Regions from separate parts of the Mus musculus genome. Here region 1 is linked to region 2. Evidence: chromatin contacts called from public promoter capture Hi-C data. All regions are on one chromosome and are shown on one strand. The core of a region is the stretch at or near the end of the contact, and the rest is flanking DNA. Distances in the headings are between cores, read along the strand shown. Region 1 has its middle 40 kb from the start of Slit3. Region 2 holds the start of Spdl1 (spindle apparatus coiled-coil protein 1).

Region 1 (6,476 bases), core at 46-2,545, 250 kb before region 2:
GTGCCACACACAGCAGGTGGGCACTCCCACAACAATTAATGCAACCAGGAGACCATTTCTCAGGTGATTCCAAGTTCTGTCAAGTGGGCAACTACCATCACATCCTGCAGCCCAGGCTGACCATGAACTTGTAGCCATCTTCCCACATGCTGGGATTGCACTGCTGTATGGTGATGTTGAACATTTGATGTAGTCTTTTGCAGCTCTGTTAATTGGGGGGGGGGGGCTTATATGGTTGAGATGCCTGGAGCTTGTTGTCTAGTGATTTATTCTCAATTATCCCTCTGCTCTGCTACAGAGTGGTATGTTGCACAGGTCAAGTGGCCTTTCCTTGCTCCCCTGGGACCCATTTGGACCCTGAACTTGCAGCTCCATAACTCTTATCTTGGACTCCTAACTGCCATTGGGTCCATGCATGCACTGGCCACCCTAGACTTATGGAAATGCCCCCCCCCCCCTATATCATTAGTGTGAGAGAAAAGTATTGCTGAAGATGTAAACAGGGAGGGGAGGAATCACAACCATAGCAACGTTCGTTCATTGGAAGCCCTGAGACGGACTCTCTCTTAAGCTTTTACATTCCACAAATGATGCCTGGATTCAGGACCACTGGAGTTGAAGCTTTTATACGGCACAGAAAACTCACCAGCGATGAAGCCACTATATTCAGTTTGTGACCCAGTGTGAAAGTTTCATTTTGAAAGAATATCACAGACACAGGAGGAGGGTGGTTGTATTAGGGACACTATATGTATGACGCTGCTATAATCTACCTGCTGGTTTCTTTGCTTTCAGACCAGCACTTCTCTAGTGCCTTCACAAATCCCTTCCAAAGTCCTTTACTTAAAATAAAAATCAATGTTTCCATCCTCTGGCTGTTCATCACCTGCAGGGTGACATCCAACTCCTTAGCATTGTCTATGAGAATGTTTACAATCAGCCCCTCCTACCCTATCAATCAGCCTCCTAAGAATTCCTCATTCATTGTTGCTTCCCACAAACCTCCCTTGCTTTAATTAACCCTTCAGTAAACACACGTTTTTTAGTCTCCATGCACACACCATGACACTTCCTGCCATCCCTTAGTTTTTACATAAGAAACATTGGAGAACCACAGGTAAAGGCTTTTGTAACCTCAGGCAAAAAGAGCTTCTCTTACAACTTCATCTTCTCTGTAGATGAAACCCGAAAAAAAGGGCTCGGACAGAAAAAGTGGGGTCCATTCTGAGTCACAACTTCTTCCACTAGAAACTCTCCTCTTAGCTGTGAGTCATCTCAGGATCAGGTGACCGAGTTCTGTAATGAGGCTTCCCTTTGTGTTGGCTAGTGTTTGATAACTTGACACACGCTAAAGGGACTGAGAAGAGGGAATCTCAGTTAAGAAAACGCCTTCGTACTTAGCCTATTATCAAGCCCATGTGGCATTTTCTTAATTAGTGACTGGTGTGGGAGAACCCAGTCCATTGTCCAGTCTCACCCTTAGGCTGGTGGTCCTGATGTATATAAGTAAGCAGGCTGAGAAAAGCCACAGGGGCTTAGCTAACCAGTAAGCATCACTCTTATTGAACAGAAGTATGACCTCTGCTTCAGTTCCAGCCTCCAGGCTCTGCTTCGAGTTCCTCTGACTTTACTGGATGAGGGACTGTAAGCTATAAGCTGAAACACGCCCTTTGCTCATCAAGTTGCTTTTGGTCATGGTATTTTATCCTAGCAACAAGAATCTTAACAATGATATCTTTGGAATGCAAGATATTTGTCAATGCTATTAATTGAAATTTGCTAGGCAAATTCTGCAGTCTCTTCCATATTACATCTCAATTTTTTTTTAAATGGACAGATAACATGCTTGAAATTAGCAAGTAAGTTGAAGAGACATACTTATCCCGTGACTCCAGTGGGCTCTACTATAAGGATACCCACAAGCTTGTTTCCTGGAGTAAGGGCTTCCTTCAGCCATCCACCACTGCTATACATAACACACAAGACACTTGAGTCACCTTGCCTACTCACTGACCTTTGGACTCATTAGGTGGTTTCATATTTAAAGTGCGCTGTTGGTGCTGTTGGCCAATCTAGAATGCCTTCTCCTCTCAACTTGTCTGATAAGATTTCTCAGGCTTGGGGAACTCACTCTGCTCAGCACGTTGTCCCATACTCTTTGAGTTGGGCAATTGTGCTTACCTACAGTAAAGTTCTTATATTATCCACATTGATCACTCAGTGGAATCCATGCTGTCAAAGCCAGGTTCATATCTCAGATCTTTTGTTCCCTCTGGTAAGTAGATAGGACAATCATTTTGGGTACAGATCTATTTTGAGTTACCCTGTAAATATCTGTGGACTAAATGAAGCTGACCTCATGATAAGAAAAATGAAGGCAAAAGAACAGGAGGAGGAGAAGTTAACAAAGAGTGGGCTAACTAATGCGATGTTGACATCACACCTCACAGATCACAGCGTTGTTCACAGTTCTGTGAAGTAGGTTCTGTTATTGATCATATTTTACCTTTAAGATTAGCAAGTTTCTGAGCACTCAAGTAACTTCTTTAGTGGGCCAATCACAGTGGTACACAACTTAATTCCAGTACTCCAGGCAAGAGGCAGATGGATAGATCTCTGTGAGTTAGAGTCCAGCCTGGTCTACATAACAAGTTCCAGACCATACAGCTACATAGCAAGACTCAGTCTCAAACAACAACAAGCTCTCACACAAAAGAACAAAAGTAAAAAGTCTTCTTCAAAGATTGCATTCTATATTGGAACACCATTACTTGATCTTGAGTCTTAAATTCTTCACGAAAAGAGAAAGAGGGTGATCCTGGGACAGTAGCGGGGACAGGGGTGGAGGGTAGTGAAGTAGCCATACTAGGTATGATACTAGGTCAGAAACAGGAATTGTTTCCAGTAAGCACTCTACTGCCAGGTCAGTCAGTGCTTTCTCCCAGAAGGATGGTCTGTCCTGATCAGGTCCAATAGACAAAGGAACCTGACACAGGAGCCAGACCTTAAGGAGTGAGCTGTTAGGGAAGTGATCAGTTTTCCAGAAGACTGAGCTCTGTGAGACTGTGCCCCGGGCTACAGGGGGGCGTTTCTGAGCATCAGGGAAGCTCAGCAGCACAGAGAGGGGCTAGAAGAAAGGGCAACTGCCCGTCTAGAAAGAGCATGGTATTCTATCTTGCCTCTTTCTTCTTGACCTCTGCCTTTTTAGATCACTGGAGTCTTCTCTCTCATGTGACTCTTTCACAGAGAACCCCCTTCTTTTCTTCCACCTAACCCCTTACAAAATCTAAACTCGCACAGACCCTCTCAGGGAGATGCCACACCTGGCTGCAGCTCCTTTATCAGAAAAGAGTGTGGAAAATGATATTTTCCTTCTGCCATAGTAATGTACCCCACATTAGGCAGGCAGGACAGTAGGAACTGATACTTTAAAAGGTGCTGCTTGGTGTAACCTAAGGGTAAGGGTTTATTTCCCAAGAAGCCACTGGATATGCTGATGGCTGAACACTCGGTGGGTCTTTGTCCTTACAGTTTGGTGACTCAGGATCTCCCTGAGTGTGAGACTATGAAATGTGTGCGGGGAATTGGTAATGAGAGCCTGCTGATCAGGGTAGATTTGTCAGATTACAGGAAACCAATTCTGAGGGTCTCCTGCTGAGCTCTCTTAGGCCCTGAGACATTCAGCTGAATTATCTATTAAGAATATTTTTCTAAGTCTTTTGTCCTAATTTAGAGGCTGTAAACTCTTCGCTGTTGCTGGTCCACCACAAATACGAAACAGTCGTTTGCAAGGCAAGCAACTGATGGGCTGGCTCCCTCTGGATGCCTTGCACAGGGACTCTCCCTCTGCTGTTTTCTCCTCTGTCGAATGTATGTCTGATTGTTTTTCTGCTCCAGTGCACACCACACACGTGGTGGTGGTGGGAGTATAAATTTTCCTCCCAGAGATTTGTTTGGATACAGAATTTCTAAAAATATCCAAAGGGGATCGAAGGTACAGGGGGCAAATTAAGTTGTATAAAATCTGATGAGCCCAGCCCTCACTACAGCCCCTGTTTTAAAAACATGGCCTTAGAAACACTGACCTATTCTTCAACCTCCAGGAATGAAACATGGGATTATAAATCATATTTATTGAAAATATATTCTTACATTTTATTGAGGATTGTATATACGTCTTCATAGATTTGTTGAAGATATATTTATTGAAAACATATGTGTTGGGGCTATATTTGTTGGGGATTTTAGAATATATTTATTACTTAAGAATTCTTTAGCAAGGGCCTACAGTGTGTCAGAATGCCAGGAATAGACAAGGGAGACAAAATTGACTTGGTGTCTGCTCTCTCATTTCTAAAGTCTAGCAAGAGAGACAGGGCGATCAAATACACATGGCCCTCACATATGTGGTCTGACTTACAGATTTTCAACTTTACAGTGGTGTCAAAACCATGCACACTGAGAAAACCTAAACTTCAGATTATGAGTTCTGATCATTTCCTGGGATAGTGTTACAGAGCAATTCTAGGTCTTGTTGTTGTTGTTTTGTTATGCTTTTTACCACTATATTCACACGAAACATCTCATGATTTAGTGTAAAATAGACTTTTAATTGGATGCCTTTGCCCCTGAGTTTGCTAACGTAAATGTTCTGAGCACATTGATGATAGGTAGGGTAGGTTACATTGTTGGGTGGATAGCACATTGCATTCTTCTTTAACTTACTGATATTTTCAATTTATCATATCAGTTTATATTTACTCCTTGATAAACTCAACAGAAACCAGGGATCATCTATAACTACTTCAGTTGTGGGATGGGTTGTGAAGGGATATTTAAGGAATAGCTGAAATGCTTAATCCAAGTGAACCACAAAGATGTCCCCAAACAGTCTTTAGAGGAAGACATCAAGGGAACTGGAGTTTGCTCAGCAGGGCAAGACTGGGACTCAGGAAGACAGGAAGGCAAGTGCAAAGCCCAGGAAGGAGGAAGCTGTAAGAATGGAAGGGAAGACTGGCAGCCTGATGAGAGGCAGAATCTAACAGAGAGCTCTGGTGGCCATGCAGAGAGGAGCCTGTTCTCCGTCATGAAACCCCCAAGAAGCCACTAGAGGCTGTAGTAGTGGGAACCTCAGATGGAAACTTCTGGTTTCCTCACTTTATTTTTACATCCAGGCTGCATTTTTCCCTCCCTCTTCTCTTCCCAGTCCTCCCCACCCCCCATGTCCCCCCTCAAACCCCCATCAACTCCATTTCTCTTCAAAAAAGGGCAGGGCTCCCAAGAATACTAACCAGCCTTGGCATGACAAGTTACAGTAAGACTAGGTACCTTCCTTCCTATTGAGGCTAGATGCAGCAACCTAGCAGGAAAAAAGGGTTTCAAGTGCCAGCAACAGAGTCAGAAATACCCCCTTGCTCCCACTCTCAGGAGTTTCATGAGAAGAGCAGGCTATTACAACTGTTACATATGCATAGAGTGATGTGGGAAATATATTTTTAAAAAATAGAATTGGCACGTTCTTGCCCTTGTGCCTCCGCCCTGGCAGCCTGGACCGCCATGCACTGGCAGGCAATGGCTGACCTGTTATATCTCATGGAGACACTGACTCAGAACTCCAAAACACCCAGCTTGTTAGGTTCCCACTCGTGGGCCGTTACCACACCAGCCCAGTGCTTCAAATCCTCCACAGCCTTTGTGGCGCATATCAGACAAACTCATGCTTTGTTGCCATACCTTTCTCTCTTGAACCCAGACGAGCTGCCGCTGAAGGAAAACAAAACACAAACTTATTTCAGAAACAATGGTAACTCAATCTCTGGGTGCAACAACTAAAACCTAATCTTGTAAGCCCTATTAAAATCTGATTCCTCTGGTGGTGAATCCTTGAAGATCCGCCATGATACCAGGAAACTCTAGCAGCTACATCCTATACTTATGCTGTCTCTGTTCCAAAAGGACCTAACTCTCTCTTGCTTCTTCTCTTCCTCTGTCCACCCGGAAGTCCCACCTACTTGCCCAGCGATTGGCTCCTTAATTAATTAGGAGATTGGCTCACAAGAAGCCACCTGAGTACTTGACTCATTAAAAATACAAGTAGCAGCCGGGCAGTGGTGGTGCATGCCTTTAATCCCAGCACTTGGGAGGCAGAGGCAGGCAGATTTCTGAGTTCAAGGCCAGTCTGGTCTACAGAGTGAGTTCCAGGACAGCCAGAGCTACACAGAGAAACCCTGTCTCGAAAAAAAAAAAAACAAAACAAAAACCCACCAATAAATAAATAAATACAAGTAGCACAGAGCCATCCACACCGCAGCTGGCCGAGGTCAGTCCTGTGCAGGCTCCCTAGTTGGTGGTTCAGTCTCTGTGAGCCCCTTATGAGCTCAGGTTAGTTGATTCTGTGGGGAGTTTTAGCAGTGTCTTGAACCTTCTGTTTGTTTTTGTTTTTGTTTGTTTGCTTGCTTTTGGATACAGGGTTTCGC
Region 2 (6,729 bases), core at 2,751-5,250:
TGATGCAGGAAGAGTCAGCATGCCAGGCTTCCCCATTATTATTACGATTGAGCAGCCGAATCTGCTTGCTCGGACAATTATTTTGATAACTGACTGCCACATTGGGAGCTATGATGATTAGATTTCCAGTCTGTCTCATGTGTCTTCTTTCTCTTACTATATCAGTGGTTCTCAATCTGTGGGTTGCAACCTGTTTGGGGCCGAATGACCCTTTTGTAAGGGTCACCTAAGACATCGGGAAAACAGAGATATTTATATTATAATCCCTAACAGTGGCAAAATTACTGTTATGAAGTAGCAACGAAAGTAAACTTAGGGTTGGGGGTCACCATAGCATGAGGAACGGTAGTAAAGGCTCTCCGCATGCGTTAGGTTGAGAACTACTGTGTTCTTCTACCCTAGCTAGTCCATGGATTAGGACAATCCCTGTATCTTGCACCCAGACAGCTATTCCACACTTGTGGACAGTTAGTCCACAAGTTTCAATGAACACAACCTTTACCGTCTCTCAGCCTATTCTATCAATCATGGGACTTTATTAATTAATGCAGTTTTATTTCAGACTCCTCGGTGTCTCAGAGTCTTGTACTTGTTTTTGCCTGGCCTCAAAGAAGTCCCCCTCACAGCTCAACAAGGACATCAAAGGTATCCTCTGGGCAGGAACTGTTTGGTAGATGTCTCTCCACTAAACTCTAAGCTTTTTGATCACATGCCCTTCCTCTGTAGAGCCCTAAGCCATCACGAAACAGGTTCGCATCAAAATAAACAGCTTTCAAGGCACTGCAGCACCACCAGAACAGCATTCTAACATGGAGTTAGTGTGGTCACACTCAAAGAATGACGAGCTTCTCACAGCAACCAGCCTGCACTTGAGTAGCTATTGTCTTAGGAATTTTAACGGAGGGGAGAGTGGATATTTTTGTTGCTTCTCAGAATTCAGAAGCCTTTCCTATGCTCCGTGAACCCATTATCATGCAAGGAGGAATACGCCATCTCTGATGTAAAATGAAAATGGCAGACACAGAGGAATCCACCCCACCATAAACTTTTGGCATGTCAGCCATGCATGTGGACCTCAGTCTCATTTGGGAGACCTGTACTTCAAACTACTAAAGAGTGTAGGTTAATCTAGGAAGCTATCTAAAAATCGTTTCACTTGTGACATCTAGTGTCTGGACATGGTACTGGCTGTACTCTATCCAGGGCATCCCTAACAGTGCCTTTTAACTTCATGGAAAAAGATAAAAACCACAACAAATTTACTTTAAAGATTGTAAGTGACTTTTATTTATGATTCTAAGTTACAACAGTCCTCAGGATCTGAAGAGGTTTTAACAATTCCTTTCAACAAGATCAGGAAGTATTTGTGAATAGGAAACAAGTGAGACAGAGAGACCTCTTCAGGTCCCAGCTCAGCATCCACTTGATTTGAATCATCTGGCCACTGAAGATGGTCTTGAAGCTCAATTATTTGTGTGCCACTTAGTGCAAATGATTCCAGGTTACTTTCATGCAGTGGGCCAGTGTAGAAAGACGCGCCCAAATCAATGTTCTCCTATAAACTGCCTTTAACGATTAGAGAGAGAGGCCTTTAAGACTTTGTGAACATGGTCCTCTCCCTCGAGTCCATTTTTCCTTACTTCTGCCATCTTTCAAGACTCTGCTTAGTGCCAGTGCATTTGTAACTTTTTAAATGAATATCCAGACAAAATATACTTTTCCTTTTATGTAGGGTCATATGAATTTAAAAAAAAAAAGATTTATTTATTTTTATAAATAAGTACACTGTTGCTGTCTTCAAATGCACCAGAAGAGGGCATCAGACTTCATTATGGGTGGTTGTGAGCCACCATGTGGTTTCTGGGATTTGAACTCAGGTCCTTTTGGAAGAGCAGTCCAAAGCTTACCCACTGAGCCATCTCGCCAGCCCATGAATTTTTAATATATATGTGAGTATATTTGTGTGTGTGATAATTTCTACAGCCATGATTTTAAATATATATTTGTTGGGGTTCAGGAGTCGCCCACAAACCACACAAACACCAAGCTCAGTCAGACAGGGATGGTTTACTGAACACACACCCTAAGCTTGATCGATCAGGGCCATAGTTCAGAATCTGGCGGCCGAGGCTACAACTCCGAACATTTCTCAGGGTGTGCTTATAAAGGAAAATGCCACAATGAGCTCGTGTGCAGGTGCTGGAAGTGCTGTTCAGTGGTCAGCTCTGACTCAAGCTATTTTGGACATAACAGTTCATACTGATTTAATCTGATGGGTCCTATAGCTTTGTGGAATTTCTTAAGATTAACAATTGTCATACAGAACATAACAAGATATGTTATCAACATGACCTTGCTCTGAGTCAAGTTATTTTTCTGTGCCAATGAGTGGCAGGCATATCACAGCAACAGTATGAAAGAGCTGGCAGGCATGGAACAAAATGGCTACAGCTATGTTGGGGGGCACAGGCCTCAAGAATATTAAATATATGTAAATAATATACTGTGTTGTGAGCAACTCCCTGATAGTACGTTTAATCACACATCCTTCCAAGGTCTATGTCACTGCACCTGAGAGATAGTATGTGATTTAATATGTTCTCTCTGAATCAAAGAACAAAACAAGGAATTCATAAAGATTTTAGTTACAGGTATTAACTAGTCATGACTGGCCAACGATAGAGGTTATCTTCCTGACTCCTGAGTTGAAGAATCTGAGAATGATAGAAGAAATGGAATTTGCTTCATTTAATGAAGAACTCAGTGGTGATTATATCTGCTTGATGGATCATTGTTGTTTATCTTAAAACAGTTCAGTCCTTTAAAGTCTGGTCTAGCTCCATCAGAAATAACGGTCTACAAATGAAAATGAAGTGAGAAAGTCAAAGGGTGTGGAGCATCAAGATATTAAAACTCAATGGAGGCAATGCAGGAAAGGGGAAAAATAAACACTGACTACTGGACACTGAAGGTAAAAAATCACTGGGGTACAGTGCAGGATTGGCCTCATGATAAAACAAACAAAAACAAAAAGAAACGCTGGTGATCTTGTCAAGAGACAATTTACTGTACAATATAACAAACTAATCCCAGCACTCCCGAGGCAGAGGCTGGAGGATCTCTGTGAGTTCATCGCTTGTCCGGTCTGCAGGGAGAGTTCCAAGACAGTCAGGGCTACATAGAGACCCTGTCTCAAAAAGCTAAATAATAACGATGATGATGAAACTGAATAGTGAAAACCTTCTCAGACGTTTTGTTATATAAAGAAAAACAAAACGGGAATGTTACTGACTGGAGTTTCCGATTCACTTTTGGAATGTGTCACTTCGGCACCTTCATCTACAGAGGGCAAAGATTCAACACAGTAAACCACGATAAAAGACATAGAGCCAAGCCCATAGATAAAAAAGATATGATGCCAGGTGCCAGTTACTAGAGCTCTCCAGATTTCCCATTGCTTAAAAGTGTAAAGAATAAGCAAGTTTACAAGGAATTTCTATTTAGACACGCATGCCCTCGAGCTGTACTGCAAAACCAGCTGGGTTCGTCTCAATAGCAGTCCTATTGCGGTGATTTTGAATTACTTAGGTTTTCTTTGGAGGAGACTTTAATTTCCTCTGCGCAAAGTGCAAGGGCTGGCAGGGTGGTTCGCAGTCCTAACTGGGGCGAGCCCAGTGGAAGGTGGCACTGTGCTGGCCCTGGTGAGACTCAACGCCTTAGCTCCTAAAGGCGACTGCAGGCGGGCCAGCGAGGGGCTGACAATACCTTCCGACCCGGCGACACTGGCGTTGGTAAAGACGACAACAAATAAATAAACCAGAGAAACACACTTCACTAAAAGCAGACACTTCTAAGAAAACGAAGCAGCAGGAACGCCCAAAAGCCCAAGTCGCGGAGCATGCACATGCGCAGTCTCTGCAAGGCGCCCCACTCGTTTGCCCCGGAGGCGCGGATTGGACAAGACATCTCGTGAGAAACGTGAGTTCTCGCGGGAACCGTATTCAAAAATCCCCGGCGCTTACTTAGCAGTGCTGCTGCCGAGTGAAGAGGGAGTTATTTCTGTGCTGAGGTGGAGTTAGTGTCACGAATCTGGGAGTCCAGTGCTCTCCGGACAGGCCTCCGGTTGCAGCAGCCAGGAAGCGTGAGGAGAGAGGTAAGGGCGAGCGTCGGGAAGGGTGAACCGGGAGGAGGTGGGAGGAACGCCTGTTCTCAGGAACCTGAGTTCTCTGGAGCCGCCTTCCGGGTCGGTGTAGTCTTCGGTCGGACCGCTTCGCTGCGGGTTTGACTGCAGAAGGATAAATACGGTGCTGGGTGGTCTGGGACCTCCGAGTCTTGAATTCTCCAGTACCCTTAGCCAGTGGTGCAGTCTGAATTAACTTACAATTATGTAGCAGACACACAGGACGGAGTCTCATTGTAACATCTCATTCGCTTATGTTTTACTTATTTACTTTTTTTGTTGTTTTTCTTTTATTCACATTATATCCCAATCGCAGCCCCCTCCCCACTTTCCTCCCAGTCCCGCCCCCCAATCCCTATCCCCACTACTACCCCTCCCTCTTTTCTCAGAGAAGGGGAGTCGTGTCCCCCCCCCCCCCCAGTACCACCTCATCCTGGGACATCAAATCCCAGCGGAGTTAAATAAGCATGTTCCAACCAGGCGGTCCAGGTAGGGTAAGGGGTACAATGGCAGGCAGCAGAGTCAGAGACAGCCCTGCTTCAATTGTTAGGGGACCTGCAGGAAGACCAAGCTGCATATCTGCTACACATACGTAGGGGGCCTAGGTCCAGCCCCTGCATCCTCCTTAGTTGGTGGTTCAGCCTCAGTGAGCCCCCATGGGTCCAGGTTGATTGACTTGCATGTCTTCCTGTGGTGGCCTTGACCCCTTCAGCTTGCTCAATTCTATCCCCTACTCTTCCTCACGAGACTCCCAGAGCCCTGCCTGATGCCTGATGGGCCTTTGCTTCTGCTTCCATCTGCTGCTGGGTTAAGCCTCTCAAGACACAGTTATGTTAGGGCTGCAAACATAGCACGGGGTCGTTAATAGTGTCAGGGGTTGGCTCTCTCTCATGGGATGGGTTTCAAGTTGTGCCATTCAGTGGTTCTGCTCCATCTTTATCCCTGAGCCTCCTATAGGCAGGAGAACTTTGGGCTTGAAAGTTTTGCTTGGGTTTGTTTATTTATCTATTCAATGATTACAGATTGCAGTGGTAACATTTTGGATGTTTGGGTTAAATGTTTTCACTTGTACTTATTTGTGAAAATGTAACTACCCCCACCCCCCAAAAAAAAGTTTAAAATCCGTTTGGCTGGCATGGTATTTCTGTTGATGCCTAGTAAGAATTCATGTGTTCTTAATCTAGTTAGATGCCTTTTACTCTTTTTGTTTTTGTTTTTGTTTTGTTTTGTTTGTTTTTCGAGACAAGGTTTTTCTGAATAGCCCTGGCTGTCCTGGAACTCACTTTGTAGACCAGGCTGGCCTCGAACTCAGATATCTGCCTGCCTCTGCCTCCCGAGTGCTGGGATTAAAGGTGTGTGCCACCACCTCCCGGCTTTTTTGTTTTTGTTTGTTTGTTTGTTTCCTTTTACTCTTTTTATCTTATAGAATCTCTAAGATAGATGAAGCAAGATGCTCACAAAACTTTTTCACATTGATGTAGCCAGTTGGATGTGGAAGTGAGCTTTGAGCTCAGATAGCTAGCTCATCCACAGAACTTGCTGACACTTAAATGCCTTATACGGGTTGGGTTTTTGAGAAGTTGTGGTGAAAAGTGATTAGCACACTAGGCTTTGGAGCTCCACTTTGATTTTTATGTCATTTAGCCACATCTGTGTATCGCCTACTATTTTCTCTCAAACCTATCCTATTTTGTTTTGTTTTGTTTTGATTTTCTGAGACAGGGTTTCTCTGTGTAGTCCTGTCTGTCCTGGAACTCACTCTGTAGACCAGGCTGGCCTTGAACTCAGAAATCCACCTGCCTCTGCCTCCCAAGTGCTGGGATTAAAGGCGTGCACCACCACTGCCTGGCTCTCAAACCTATCCTAACCAGGCTTTTGCCTCACTTCTCCACCTTGGGCCAGTGACCTGCAGTTTCCAGTTTCTCATCTAATTTGCCTTAGTATCATTTGCCGTGATGGTTTCTTTCCACCTCCTGGAGGAATTTTGTCTTTTTGGCTCCCAGAAACATTACATGCTTTCCACTTACTTCCTGAGTAGTACCTGAGGATACTTCCGGTCTTTCCTTCATAGCAGCCTTCTGTTCTGAGACTTGTCAGCAGTTTTGCTCATCTTCTAGTGATAAGGAATCTTAAGGACTTAATGTTGGCACTCTCCAAATTTGTATTTTTAGTACAGCATATTCAAGTCATACTGAAAATATGAATTCTTGCTTTCTTCCCTGTAACATTTTTTTACCTCAGTGTCTCAGCCGAGGGTAGCTCCATTCTAGTAATTGCTTAGGCAGAAGGCTATATTCATTTTTCTTTTTACCTCCCAGAATCCACCTATCAGAAAATTGTATTGACTTGACCTTCACAAGTTTTGTAGAGTTCCGCCATTTCTCACTACCTACTGTGCTGTCACTGATAAGAGGAATTGTCCTGCAATTCAGAAATCAAATTCTAATACCCTTTTGGTTTTCTATGGCAGTACTGCTGACCATATATGTTTCTTCTCTTGCTCTGATGTCACTACATTTAGTCCCACGTTCAGCTCACGTAGTTATATT

What was found. Promoter capture Hi-C pulls out the DNA fragments that hold promoters and counts their contacts.
Region 1: a promoter capture Hi-C map of trophoblast stem cells shows a contact between it and region 2, with 2.4 times the contacts expected there. The contact joins the enhancer-like site here to the promoter of Spdl1 in region 2. A contact is called at or near these places in 7 of 39 promoter capture datasets (the C10 cell line, embryonic stem cells, liver and 2 more), 1 of 484 Hi-C or Micro-C datasets (nephron progenitors) and 5 of 115 datasets of contacts at active chromatin or transcription factors (the 230-238 cell line, embryonic stem cells, extraembryonic endoderm stem cells and 1 more).

Annotation. Positions count from the first base shown.
Region 1 is chr11:35,078,045-35,084,520 of GRCm38.p6, reverse strand. No RefSeq gene overlaps it. Among named protein-coding and RNA genes, the nearest start is that of Slit3, 40 kb to the left of the region's middle. Within about 2 kb of position 1,295, at least 17 of the 459 cell types and tissues checked have an H3K27ac peak or open chromatin away from gene starts, as enhancers often do. A contact at or near this core is called in trophoblast stem cells, where this site is marked.
Region 2 is chr11:34,830,912-34,837,640 of GRCm38.p6, reverse strand. Spdl1 (spindle apparatus coiled-coil protein 1) reads left to right here and starts at 4,000. Exons shown (of 12, transcript NM_027411.2): 1 at 4,000-4,153.